Linked DNA regions of Gossypium arboreum: region 1 is linked to region 2. A link is a contact called in public Hi-C data. All regions are on one chromosome and are shown on one strand. Each heading gives the region's core, a stretch centred on a gene start, on an enhancer-like site or on the middle of the called end of the contact. The rest is flanking DNA. Distances are from core to core; before and after follow the strand shown.

Region 1 (7,185 bases), core at 2,812-5,311, 36 kb before region 2:
TGACCATATAAACATAAAAAATTTAATAATATTAAAAAATTAATAATTATAATAATTAAAATAAAAAATGTAATAATATTTTTATTATTATTTGTAATTGAACGTCGGAAATGCGTTTGTGATCCAAACAAATTAGTAGTAATCGATATTTCAAATATATGAAAATAAAATAAAATAAAATATTGAGACAAGAAGAATTTGAGAGAAAATGAATGAAAAAATTGAGAATAAAATAGTTGAGAGAACAGATGAATAGGATTGAGAGAATATGATTTGAATGAAAAAGAGAGAATGCGTTGGGTTGCAAATAAATTAGTTGTTAGAAAAAAAAATAATAGTCATTTGAATTAGTTGTTTGTTGAAACTTCTACCATTAGAGAAATACTGTTGGCTTATCGTTGGATGAAAACGCTCGTGCGTTTCCGTAATCTCTTTCTAAAAGCGATCAATTTCCCTAATTTTGAGAAAAACGATCTAAAACTCTATATACATTTTAAAATCGACATATTTACTTAACCCTTCCTTTAAATGTTAATTTTTTTTTTCATTCCAATTCAAGGGGAGGGAGGTAAAGAAAAGGAAACAAATTTATTATATTTCTTTCGTTTTCCCCTATCAATTCAAAATGAAACAGTTAAAATCACTTAACTTTCCTCTCTTGCACTTCTCTTTTCCTTTACTTTCTCTTCTTTTCCTTTACTTTATCTTCTTTTAACTAAACAATTTTATAAAATATGAAACTAAACAATTTTATAAAATATGAAAAATAATTAAACATATGAAGGATAACCCAGAGAATATAAAAAATTAAAACATGGAAATAATAAAACATAATAGAAAAATGACAGTGTGAAAAATTGATGAGTATGTAAATAAATTATCAATATGTAAATAATTTATATGAACTTGGATAAATTAATTAACCTTTTTTAGAAATTGATGAATCGAAAATTAGTGTATCATATTCTCACAGTTGTTAATTCAAGCTTGGGAACAACTTTAATATTAGGGGTGGCCGACATATCAAATCCAACGGATATGCTTTATGGGTCCAATAATTTATTGCTTCATTTCTACATGTCCTTTGTAATCCGTCAAAACTGGGACAGCTTGTCCCTTTGGATAAAAGAAACACGTCTCTACCAACACATCTACACTTGCATGAAAAAGGATTGCCTTCTCGACGTCAACACCGCTTCAATCTTTCTCAGCCATTAAGTAACATAGCAAATATTGTAACACATCAACAATTCCTGACAGTTAAAAGAACCAACAATTTATAGGTATAATAGAGGCCACAAATTGTTTCATGTAATATAATAATAAAAATAATGGAGAAGCTCCACATTCTGCCGTACAAATGGCAGTATCAAGTCCAGGTTTGCTGGCATAGCGATTGACTTGATAAAAGACAAAAAAGTACTAGAATAGAAACACACACCATGCTTTATCACCAGGCAATGCCTGGGTAGCAATTTATTTAATAGTTATAACATAAGAAAATAAGCCGTTTTAATTATAATAATACTCTTCCTCCTCTTCCCAGAGGCAACTCAGAGTTGATCTAGGTGATCCACATCCCCCAATGCCGTTGAAGCTCTGGTAAATGATGGAACCGCCTGAACCAAGCTCTTCGATGCTACTCTCCCGGCAATGGTATCCTTTAACATCCAGCAGACAGGTCTGTTCAAATGAGTGACAATCAACATCCACATGCACGGCAACAGAGAAATTACTTGGTTTGAAGCAAACTAAAACCCTTTGCACCAACTGCTCCAGATTCAACTCTTTCAGATCATAGCCCACAGCTTCGAAGCTTGCATAACTAAAACCGTCTTCGGGTGTAACATGAATGGTCGAAATAGCATCGGTTTCGATTGAATTCATAGAATAACCACAAGGTTCGAACTCAAAATCGCATATCTCAGAGTTTGGAAGTATGTTCCTTATGCCAGACTTCATGGTCATCGAAGCTGCCGAGGTCGATTCGTCTTTGTAAAAAACCGTAGCCTTTTCAGTGTCCAAACCAGTCATGCACATCTCTAAAGTGTAAGTAGGGGCTTTGGTGTTAACAGATTCAGCAGAAGCAGAGTAAACATGCCATTTCTCTTTATCCAGCCCACCCATTTCATAAGCTTTGCTACCAGCGCCAAGCTTGCCAAAATAGCTATCAAGAATAACAACTTCTTCAGTGAAGTAACGATGAGGATATGGCTGAGCAGCAGGGAAGATAAAACTCCCACGAGTGTACCGAACAGATTTTACTGTAAGAGAAAGGCTACCCGCCAACTTCAGGATGGGTGGGATCGAAAGAAGTAGCTTTGTTGTCCCGCAGGTTTTGATGATGATCTTGTATGGATATACAAAGAGGCTAGACTCAGAAAGGACATAGGAGTCCAAATGATAGTTTGATAGTGAAGAAACTATAGTGCACTCAGCTGGTCCTAGAATCTCATCCAGCTGGGCTCTCGACAATGATCTGAGACCCTTTCCTTCAGGGTCAACCAAGGCACCAGGCTCAAAAAATGAAATCTCGAGCCTCTTTTCATAACCCTCAAATCCAATTACAGATACCGCCATTGTGAAGTCGCCCAAGGAAATACCAGAACAGGGTTTCTTAGAAACAAAGAAAGTAGACAGGCGCCAAGTGAGGAGATCGTAGATAAAAAGAAAACAGTTGCAAGGAGAGCGGGGGAGGAAGCCGGCCGAAGATAGATACTAATACTAAGTAATAAAGCAAATAAAAATAAATTGACCACTTTAACAGTGGTCAGAAGGGCGCACTTGCGTTACGAATATCAGGATGGTTTGCGAGCGCACTGCAAAATAAGGAACAAGATTTGTCAGCATCAAATGATTTATGCAAGTACAATTGCGTTGTTCATGATCTACAAAACTCAAATATATGCCAACCACTTACGTTGGAGTAAGCAGCAGATCTGAACTTCTTGATTCCACCGTTTGGTCGAACGTCTTCAATGCTGTAACCGAGAGGAGCTTCGTAGAATAATGACTTACTACTACTAGACTTCTTTTTCCCTCCCTTAGTCTCCATAGATCATTCAGCCACACCTAAATTACAATTAGAAAACAGAACAAACAGGTCAGATGAAACATGCACGTATCAAGAACGGAATTGATAAATCAATACCTTGAGCTCTGGAAAAAAACAATTCTAATCATGAAACATCATATTCTTTTAAGTATACGGAAATCATGAAACCGCATATAGATTCAAGTATCCAGAAAACCATGAAACAGGATATATGTTGAAAGTATTTAGAAATTCAAACAAAATATGCATTGAAGTATCAAAAAAATCACAGCATGTTTAAGTTCAAAACTCGAACATCATCGTAATTTATTTAAAAAAAAACACAAAAGAAAAGAAAGAAAAAAAATAATGACTTTGGCAAGAAGCAAGAAAATTAAAACTATAGAGGCAACAAAAGCTAGCATTCAAAATACTGTAATTTTTAAGAAAATATAAAGTAAAACAAATTTATAGAAGGTACAAGAAACATGAAGACAAATATAACAATCTTATTCAAATAAATAAATAACATCTTAAATTTAAACTGTACTCTTTTCGTGCAAAATTACATATCTATAAATAATATTATTATAAATTAGTAGTATTTTATCGCCTCCAAGATTGCATCATAAAGATATCATCAATACGATAAACAAATAAAAGATCGGAAGAAGAAATACTCACAATTCAAATTTTGGAATGCCAGGATCAACCTCTTATAAAAACTCGATTATCAACCTTGGCTCAGATCCTTCAAAAAACGAAAAGAAAACTCATCGCATATGAAGATACAAGAAAAAGAATCGATGATTTTCTTTTATTTAAAGAACATTACGAACAAAGCAAAAAGAAAAAAATATAATTACAAAAATTGCGAAAAAGAAAAGAAATACTTACAAAATTATACGAAACAAAAAGAAAAAAAAAAGCTCAGAATATTATGAGAGGTTTACAATAGTTTCTCACTTCTCGCAGTTCACGCAAATAATGAGAATATGGTTCTGTGGTGGAAGGGTCCAATTTATATAGGGCAGGAAGGTAGGGCTTTTCCTCGTGACTTCACGACAAAATTACGGTCTTGACCCTCCGTTTTACAGGGACGTTTCAGTTTTTTTTTTTTAACTCTTATTTTGGTTTATTATTTTATGAATCCATTATTAGCTGAAAACTGACTGCGTATGAGGCGTGAATTTCGCAACTAATTTTAAATTTTTATTAAATTTATATTATGATTTAAATAAAAAAATTAGTTCATATTTTAAAATTAAAAATTTACGTGATTAATATTATGTGTGAAAAATAAAAAAATAAAAACCGGTAGAAATGTATTATTTTCCATACCGACTATGGGGTTTTAATATCATTCCCTGTTGTTTCAGAAAAAGCCCCATGCATTTTTAAATTGGTTAGTTGACCAATTAAAAATAAATTATTAAATTTAAAAATAAAGGGATTAAATTAAAATCTAAAAAAGAGTAGAGATCTGGTTAATTGGAAGATGACCAAAATGGTCAATTGAGTGAATTAAGGAAGTTTGAAGTGAGGAAGAGATTTGTATGAATGATGGCACTTACGGTGATACGATTCCTATTCACCCATTATTTTGACACGTACCTGGCTCTTCACCTGTAATTTTCCACATCACTGCTTTGCTTTGCTTTATTTATTTATTTCCTCTTTCGGAATATTCTTTTTTCAATTTTATTTAAAAGTCATTTTCTTTTATTATTATAATAATTAGAACTTTGTTCTCGAATTTCTAAAAGTAATTTTAAAATTATTACTATTTGTTACTATTCTATAAATTAATTTTTTAAAGAATTAAGAATATTAGTTTGAAAAACTCTTATAAATAAGTAATTATTGATTTTATTTCCTTCTTTTTCGGGATTGGGGTTTTATTATAAAAAATAGTAGTAAATTAAAGAATTAGTTAGAAAATAATGTCAACTAGATTTTATCTTTTGAAATTTATTTAACTAAAAAATAATTAGAGTAATAATAAAATTGTATTTTAATATTATTAAACGTGTTGAATTCTTAAATTTTTTATTTTTAATTGTATTATTTAAAGGTCATATAAAAATATGAAAAAATATTATTATTCTAATATTAATTATAATTTAAAAGAAAGTAAAATAAATTTTCTCTCAAATAGTAAACTTATCATGTGAGATGATTAGTTATTTGCACATGTGAAACGTGTCACACTTTAATTTTTTTTTAAAAATTTAGGTTGAATGTTGAATTATCACGTATTAATTTACAAGCAACCAACACATGACAAGTCAACTTATTTTTAAAATCATATATACTGTTAGCTAAAAAAGGCATTGCTAAAAATAGAAACTTCACAATTAAATTGGTGCATAAGGTAGTGGTATTCCTTTAAGCACCAAACAACAAATAAATAAAACACAAAAAAATATTGTTTATGTATTTTAGTTTCTTTACATATGCAGAGCTTAGCTTATGAGAAACATTTATTGTCTTCAATACTTAAAATAAATTATCCTAAACTACCACACACCCTATGACAAGTTTCCTCACAATTGTACCTTGAAGATTAGATACGTTCATCACTAAATTCACCAATTGTGAATTTAGCAAGTAAAACCACAACACAAAGGTTTTACTATCAATATGTACTCATTCAATAAGGTTCCTCACTTTGAATAGATTAAGTGCTCAACTCTCTCCATACATAAGTCTATATAAGTCTCTCCATTATATAAAGTTTATTGAGACTTGCTTACATAACAAGACCTATCACAACCTCTATAAAACAGTTACATTATAAACTGAATACAATATAATAATAATGAACAAGATAGACAAGGATTCTTGGTAGCTAAGTCTTTAGAGATTCAATCCAATCCAACTTCATTTATTCAAAGGATTAGATAAGTGTAATCTTATTCAATCCAATCACCAATATATGACTCCCTAGGTTATATGATCTTCCATAATGGGCTAAATATCATGCATATAATCAGCATAGCCTAATCAAACAATTTAATAAATTGCCAACACCTTAAAATATGAAAACTATCTCCATACAATTTGTTGGGCAAGGGAGTGGGTACTCCCTTTGGCACCAATTTGTCAGTTTCATGTTTTCAACAATCTCCCCCATTGACAATTTGTTGAACAAAACATACACAAAGCAAGAAGCTCTAACATTAAATAACCTCAGCTCCCCTTTAGCATACTCTCATTAACTTAATAGACTTAACTTAGAAAATGATTAAGTAAATTAATCATCAATGCTTAGTTGAATTCGCATTAATAACCAACCAACCAACCATAATTATAACTAAGTAAGCTAACCAAGTAAGGACCTAATGCATCAAAGTAAATAAGCTAACCAAGTAAGGACCTAATGCATCAAAGTAAATGAAATCCATAAGCAAAACCAGTTCTCTAGGAGTTCAAAATCCGTTCACCAGCAGTATCAAAATAAAAAGGAAGTAGCAGCAGCAGAAGCAAACAAACTAAAAATTGAAAACTTCATTTCTCAATCGAAGAAAACAAACTAAAAATTGAAAACTTCATTTCTCAATGTTGCAACAAAATTTCCCAAAATATCTCCCTCTTTTAGCAGTCCCCCTTTCAAGAATAGTTTCTAGCCTCATCATCAAGCATCCTTTCTTTTTATCTCTCCTTTTTTTATCAACAAAATGCCAAACTAATCTTTACCAGGCAATGCAAGTAGATCAGCCTATAAAAGCTCTTTGATTATCAATCAACTTTCTCAAAACTTTGGCTTTAGCTTGCAGTTTGTTTCAATATATATGATTGAATTCAATAGAGAAGTTGAATTTATTAATTACCCTTTTCTTCATGCTCGAGGGGGCAAATTTGGTGCCTATAGCAATAGGCACTTCTTGGGTTTAAGATACTTCCTCCTGCTTAACATTATCATAACAATGTTACTCCCCCTATGGCACCCCAAACTTCCTCGGGACGATGTGACCCAAATCCACAACGTCACATTAACCACCAAAGTGACTCGAAACACATCCCAATATGTACACGCACAAATAATTTTTTCCTACTTATTTGATTGATAACAATAGTCATAGTCATGCAATTAAATCATACATAACTATGGATATCAAACAAAACTTAATTACATGCTTTAACTATCA
Region 2 (7,323 bases), core at 3,483-5,982:
GAAAGAAACTCTGGTTCTGCAAGATTTTACCAGCAGTGGCCTCTCTTTTACAGTCAACTACTTTATTATTCATATTCTCCATTACATTGATTCTTGTCCCAAACAGACACGCTATTCCCTTCATCGTATCGCACGGTAATGTTCTTATCTCAATATCTTTTCTTTTTAATTTTAATTGCCTATTGGGTTTGAATTAATCAAAGTTTCTCACTTTCACTTGTTATGTTGGGTCAATTGTTGATTTCCATGGAAATGGGAACTATGTTTTTGGAGAAACCAATGAACCGCAATGATTGTTTGCTTGGTGGGGTTATTGAAACCTGTCATATGCTATGAAGCTCCATTAGTAATTGTAGAACATGGTGATAAACAAAATGATTAGTGCAAGATGTTTGTTATCGTCTTGCTGGCAAATTTTGTTCCAATGCAAGGATGAAATTTATTGTTCTACTTTGGGGGGAGAAATCACGCCTGGCCAACAATGAAACACTCGGTGTACCTGTATTCAGTTATAAGGAGATGGTGAAGTTAGGAAGAGAAAATTGTGCTGTCCTTATTGATTCTCTTGATGCTAGTAAGTTTGACTACATTTTCTTGCAGAATGAAATTCTCTTTTTGTGATTGCTTTGACTCTACATTTTATTTTTCTGAAATTTCATTGAGTCGTAAATAGCCTCTTCATACATGATGATACCAGAGTGCTTGTTTGTATGTTGCTTTTTATTTAACCATACACCTCGTACAACTTGTCTAAATCATATGGTGTTACTACGAGTTCCCATTTCCTTGATGGAATTATAGTAGTTGGATAAATTTGACTTCAGGAAAAGGTTGCAGATATGAAGTGATCGGCTCACATGATATTGCTGCCATTGTATATACGAGTGGAACCACTAGTAACCCAAAAGGCATTATGCTTTCACATAAAAACTTATTGCACCAGGTAACTTCTTAATGCTGATTTTAGTATTTTAGCTTTGAAGAGTTTCAGAAGAATAGTGTGAAGTAATGTCTGGCTTAACTTAATCTACTGTGTAATATTGTTTGTTGTGTGTTTCGTTTTCCAGATAGAAAATTTGGGGGTTCTTGGACCTGCTAAAGCGGGGGATAGATTTCTAAGTATGCTTCCTACTTGGCACACATATGAGCGGGCTTGTTAGTATTTCGTATGTACGCATGGAATTGAGCAAGTATATACAACTGTGAGAACTTTGAAGGTTTTGTTTATTTTAGGTTTACAGTCTTTAAATTTATATAGAATAAATTGATAAATATGAATCACTTTGACTTAAGTTGTACCATGTTCACTAGTACATTCAATGATTCTCTTCTTTGCTTAATTGTTAGTTTATTAGTAATTTAAATATGTTGATTATGTATATTTTTATTTTGTTTTGTAGGATGATTTGAGAAATTATAAGCCAAATTACATGATTTCAGTACCTTTAGTGTATGAAACATTCTATAGGTATGTCATTTACTTGGGAGTTGGGACATCGATGATCTTAATTAATTAGCTTCGTTGGAATTTTTATCTTTGCAACAACTATATATTACTATTATATTTGTCTGTGCAGGCAATTGAGTTCTCTTTAATAAACAAAAAGAAAAAAAAAAGTTAATTGTTTATGTTGCATTGCATCCATATGTCTTGTAATTTTATGTGTTCCATCAGTTTTCGGTCATGTTGCATTCCCAATGAATATTATAAACTATATTGTGGTATAATTGTTCTGTGGAATTTGTATAGTCAGATAAAAAATTCCAAGTAATCACCCGTAAGAAAAAGCTAACATGGAGAGAAAAATGTAAGGTATGCGAGGTAGATGGTTTTAATTGGTGGGATCATTGATGATGTTGTGGAAATGGTTCATGAAATAATTTTTCCACAAGAATGGGATCTTGAATAGGGGTGCAAATGAGTTGTGTCGAGCTAAAGTTTTTAAAAGCTCGATCTTAAGCTCAACTTGAACTTTGAAGATTAAAGCGCTGCTTGAGTTCGATTGAGTTTCATTTTTCAAAAACTTGAGTGTAAAGATCGAACTGCTCAAGTTCACTTGATTTGGCTTGTTTACCTAGTAAAAAATGAGCTTGATTCCCATGCTCAAGTTCAAACTTACTTATTTGTGCTCAAGCTTGAGTTCAAATTGAAATTTTTCAATATTAACTAAAGATAAAAGGTTCAAGTCGCTTGATGGCTCAAGCTTGAGCTCAACTTGAAGATGACTGATTTGAGTTTTTTTTTCTTCTCTTTGCCAAATCCAAGTAAGGCTATCAAGCTTGAGTTCAACTTGACAATGACTGAATTGATTTGAGTTTTACTTGTAGCCGAATCCAAGTGACTTATGGGCACATGTATCTGGTTTTTACCCCTATTATTGATGTTCATTTTTTAGATACGAGAGTTACACGTTTGTAATTTTAGATTAATTCTAGATGGTTGAGCCATGCATGATTAGTTGATTAAAGAAATTACTTACTCTGATGAATCGAAATAATTTTCTTGTGATAAATATTCCCCTTCATTCTGTATGTTGGATTCATCTTCATGTTTAAATTATCCAAATTAAATGCTAATTATACTATTATGACCGATCTCTGGTTAAACTTATTGTGTAGGGAAACTATTTGATTCTAAATGTTGCTTTTAAAATATTTTTGGATTACCTTGTAGTGGAATTCAAAAGCAGATATCTTCCAGCCCCAATGCTATTAAATTAATAGTATTTTCATTCATAAGGATCAGCTTGGCATACACGGAGTTGAAGATAATTTGAGGTGATGGCAATTTTTGTGAAACTAAAGTTGAATTCTGCAGATTCCTTGTTAATGCTTTATGTTCTTATGCACTCTTCCATGGCTTAAAGTCATTCATTAATGCCCAAAAAATTGAGAGAAATGGGGATTAAAATGCCAGTTTAACCTGATACCCATATTTCTTTTATGGATATAATGCCTAAAGTTCAACTATGACCATATAACTTCATTTCTAATGAATTTGTTTAAGCAATTGTGCCTTTGTATAAATTGTTAAAATTCTGTTAAATGTACATTCAAGGTTAAACATGGTTCTGCTTATCAAGAATTCGTTTGACAAGTTGATAACGCTTTCTGCAGAATATGGTGACTTGTCTAGTAGTCGGTGGAATCGACCAAACTGAATAATGCAAATTAAATACTGTATCCTGTCTTGCTTTAATTTTCATTTTTCTTGAAGTATCAATGTTTAACACATTCCCGGACCTGGATCTAGCATATGACCCTCCAAAAACATGAAAAGGTTCCAAATACATGAAAAGGTTATGTTAACTCGGACTCGGGTGTAAGTGTTGGACATAGGCATCTGACTTGAGTATTTTTAATTTTTTCTAGAATTGAATGTATTTGGAGGACTCTTGGAGGACCATATCTTGATGCCCATGTTCGAGCATGTGTTGGAGATAAATTCAGATACAGTAGTTAAAACACAGTAGTACAGACAGTAGTTATTTAGGCAAAATGAAGAGTTGGGTTAATATAGTGAAAAATTTACCAAAAAAGAAAAAGTCAAACATACCCATATAAAATGCGTGCTTTTAATGTCACATGTAGTGAGTGTTGGTGCACTCATATGGTCCTGTGACTGTCTTTTTCGCTCCAAACGATCAAAGTAGATGAATTCTAATGTTTGTTAGTTGTTTCAACTCATTTTTGCCTTTTGATTTTTATTTGATCAATAGGCACTATGCCTAACAAGAAATCTGAAGGAACCTTCACAGATTGTATCCATGTTCGACAATTTATGGTCTAAAACTATTGCTACAATATTGTGGCGGTTGTATGTCTTAGCAACTCAATTACCAGAAACATGTAGAACCCTTCAAAGGTTCTGAAATTCTTAACTTCATTTCTTAAATTAAAGAACACCAAAAGACTTAGAACCTTATCAGCTCGCTAGATTCCCCACTTTTCTGACTTAAAAACTCATGATTATCGCTCCATACTGAGCTTCCCGTAATTATCTTTTCTTTGGAACAACCAAAGAAGCAGATGAATAAGAGAAGAAAATAAAGTAGAATTAAGAATAATTCACCCTGAGAATTCATTTCTTAGCTATTTATAAACCTTTACGCACAGTCTTCAACCATATCAAAACTATCCATTGGCAATTATTTTATCTCCCACTAAATCAAAACCATCCATTGGCAATTATTTTATCTCCCACTAAAGAACCAGTTGATTCTCATCCAATTGAACAAAAATTGAAACTTCACTATGTCCAAATCAGGCACTAAATTTTCCTATTTTTTCATTAAAAAACGTCAATTTCTTTTAATTTAACACTCAATTATTCCTAACTTCTAGGCTTAAAGAAAATCGGTTGCGACAACTCTCCCAACCTAAAAGAAAATTTTATTCTCGAAATTTCTTTTCACGATCAGCCTCAAAAGAAGACTCAAAGGAAATATTCCCCTTCTCTGCCCTCATATGGTTCACGATAGTAATCACCTTTCATTCTTACCGGAACCCTCGACATGACTTATCCAATCGTACATTCGCTTTATACCTGCCCCCTATAATTTGTGAATATCAGACCATTCCGTTGTTGGATACCCCCAATCCATAGAGTTTCTTCACAATCTTAAATTGGCATACGCTCTAGGCGAACACTGCTTGACTGACATCTTCTTGATTTCAATTCTAACGGATACTCTCGTAATTCCTACTTTTTTTCATGTGCTAACTTCGCCCATCTAGCGGGCTACTTCCTTCACGCCACAAGGCGACTAAGCTCGCCCATAGAGTATTTTTGCTACTACCTTGAGGTACCAGAGTTACCACTCTAATTCTAGAGTTTTATTTCAATGGTAATGACAACTTATCAGCCATTTACAAAATGATTGTTGTTTGACTGACTTGGAACTTACTCTACTTACCTGATAGTTACACAATAATGGTAACAACTGGCTTATATCCCTTCATCGAGAATATTAAAGGACTTTTCTTCTTTCGATGCCAACAGGTTTCATTCATGCACTAGTGGACTTGAATGGTTCCTTTACCACTCTTAAATTTTCCACAACTTCTTATACATGCTTTTGGTTATAAATAACCAGAACATTGAGAGGGAAGTTCATAATTCCACAAACCTTTTGCTTGTCTGGTTTACTTAATAGCCCTTATATTTCTTATCTATATCCTTCTTTTTCTCATCTAATTACTATAACGACTCGATAGTTAAGGGTGTCGAAAAATATATTTTCGGGGCTCCATTCCCGTAAATTGGACTTGTAAATAATAAATATTTACGAAGTTAGTTGTATAGTTAATTAGGTTTCGGTTAAGTGAAATTGCATGAATTAAAAGTTATTAAGTATAAGGACTAAATCGTGTATAGGGTAAAGTTGAATTATAATTGAAATAAACTAAAGGGGCTAAAATGGAAATTAAACCATTTAGTAAATGGTTGTGTATAGGTGGCCGAATGTGGCTAAGTAAAAATGCATGTATATATATTTATTATAATAATAATTAAAATTGAAGTTATAATAAAAGAAATAATAAAAGTAAGTGGAAACATGCAAAATTAAGAAAGAAAAAGAAAGAAAAAAAGAAAATAAAGGGCGAAAGGAGAGAACACACGACGTAAGGGCTTTAAGCTTTCAAATTTCAATTTGTTAGTCAATTTAGTCCCATTTTTTTGTAATTTTTATATTTTTAGAATCCCAGTACTTAGGGCTACCCGACCCATATTGTAATTTTTAGTATTGTTCAAGATTTTAGATTTTGAAATTGTTGAATAGTTTAAGTATTAGAGATTAAATAGATAGATATTTAAGTTAGAAATGAAAAAGGAGTAAATTATGGAATTAATTGTTGATTTTGAACAATAGGGGGCTAAATTGTGAAAATTTTTAAATTATAGAGTCGAATTGCAATGTGGTTTAGAGTGAAATTAGTAAAAAAAACAAGTTAAATGTGATGATTAAAATTAATCTTGGTTTAGGGACTAAATTGAAGAATAAGTAAAATATAGTGTGAAAATTGAAATTTTAATGTGAAAATTTAATGTGTAATATTAATGTGATTTAATTGTTTTATTTCGTAGCTAACGTCGTGTAACACCCCTAGTCCGCATCCGACGCCGGATTAAAATTATGAAGCATCTCTGATCAACAGTTCAAATCCAAACATTCATACGTATTCAATCAAGTCAAATTCATTCATAATTAAAATAAGATCAGTTCACATTTCAGGACATAATGATATATATCTTGCATATATAAGTCACAACTAAACTCAACGAATTGCTTACTGACTCAATGCATTAATAAACCTGATATTAACTATTATCAATCAAACCTACTTCTAATACCAGTTACACAATTATTTATATAGTCACCAAATCACATTCAAAGATATATATATATATATTGAACTTAGTAAGCCATAATACAAATCTTAAACCACTATATATGCGACTTAGGTAATAGACAAGTCGAACTTGCTTGACTTACTCAAAATGAAAAACCTCATGATAATAATAATGCATTTCCATATAATTCCTTTAAGTATTAATCATTAAAGATTATTCATACCTACTATAATCATTACAATATAAATATTTAGTCTCGCAAATTTAACTATTTTATGCACACATCATTAAAAATACACTTATATATATATATATATACACCTAAAGTTATGTATTAAATGACAAAATAGTAGTTTGGAGATCTTAACTATTGATCATTTAATGTCATCCATGGTTTAACATTAAAAGCAGATTCTTAGTAACTATGTCTAATCATATAATCATATTATATAATTTAATAAGTAATCACATATAAATGTTTAATACATTGCACTATGACCAAATATACTAATAATAAACATGTACATATTGCGCAACCAACTAAGCTAATATATATCTATCCAACACTTTTTTATCGTTCCACATTTTATATTTCTATCACCATTTATTATATAATACACTAAATACATATTATTCTTTTATTCTCATAATCGAATTTATTCACCTAACACCACATACCCATCCAAGTTCCCACTAGCAATTTTATCATCAATCAAGCTCATTAAATCTTTTAACCAAGAACATGTAAGACCAAATTTAGACATAAAAAGCAAACCGTTTTCAAGCATATAATACCTATCGTAACATTTTAAATATTCTAGCATGTAACTATAAAACCAAGATAGACATAGCTCATACTTAACATAACCGAATTCAACTTAAAGGTTTAGCCATTTTTGCATGGCTTTTATACAAAACCAAAATTCATCAAGTCAAGCACACTATAGTCTATACATGCCATAATTCGT

Evidence for each region. A called contact is a pair of places that touch in the nucleus more often than the background predicts.
Region 1: a Hi-C map of leaf shows a contact between it and region 2, with 1.9 times the contacts expected there. The contact joins the promoter of LOC108464107 here to the enhancer-like site in region 2. A contact is called at or near these places in 2 of 5 Hi-C or Micro-C datasets (both in leaf).

The regions. Positions count from the first base shown.
Region 1 is chr13:68,907,174-68,914,358 of ASM2569848v2, reverse strand. LOC108464107 (S-adenosylmethionine decarboxylase proenzyme-like) reads right to left here and starts at 4,061. Exons shown (of 4, transcript XM_017764204.2): 1 at 3,932-4,061; 2 at 3,719-3,785; 3 at 2,921-3,072; 4 at 1,277-2,819. The coding sequence starts at 2,580. The coding sequence ends at 1,513.
Region 2 is chr13:68,872,015-68,879,337 of ASM2569848v2, reverse strand. It overlaps LOC108464285 (probable acyl-activating enzyme 16, chloroplastic), which reads left to right. Exons shown (of 4, transcript XR_008277438.1): 2 at 1-574; 3 at 825-943; 4 at 1,068-2,911. Among protein-coding and RNA genes, the nearest start is that of LOC108464285, 4.4 kb to the left of the region's middle. Within about 2 kb of position 4,732, at least 2 of the 2 cell types and tissues checked have an H3K27ac peak or open chromatin away from gene starts, as enhancers often do. A contact at or near this core is called in leaf, where this site is marked.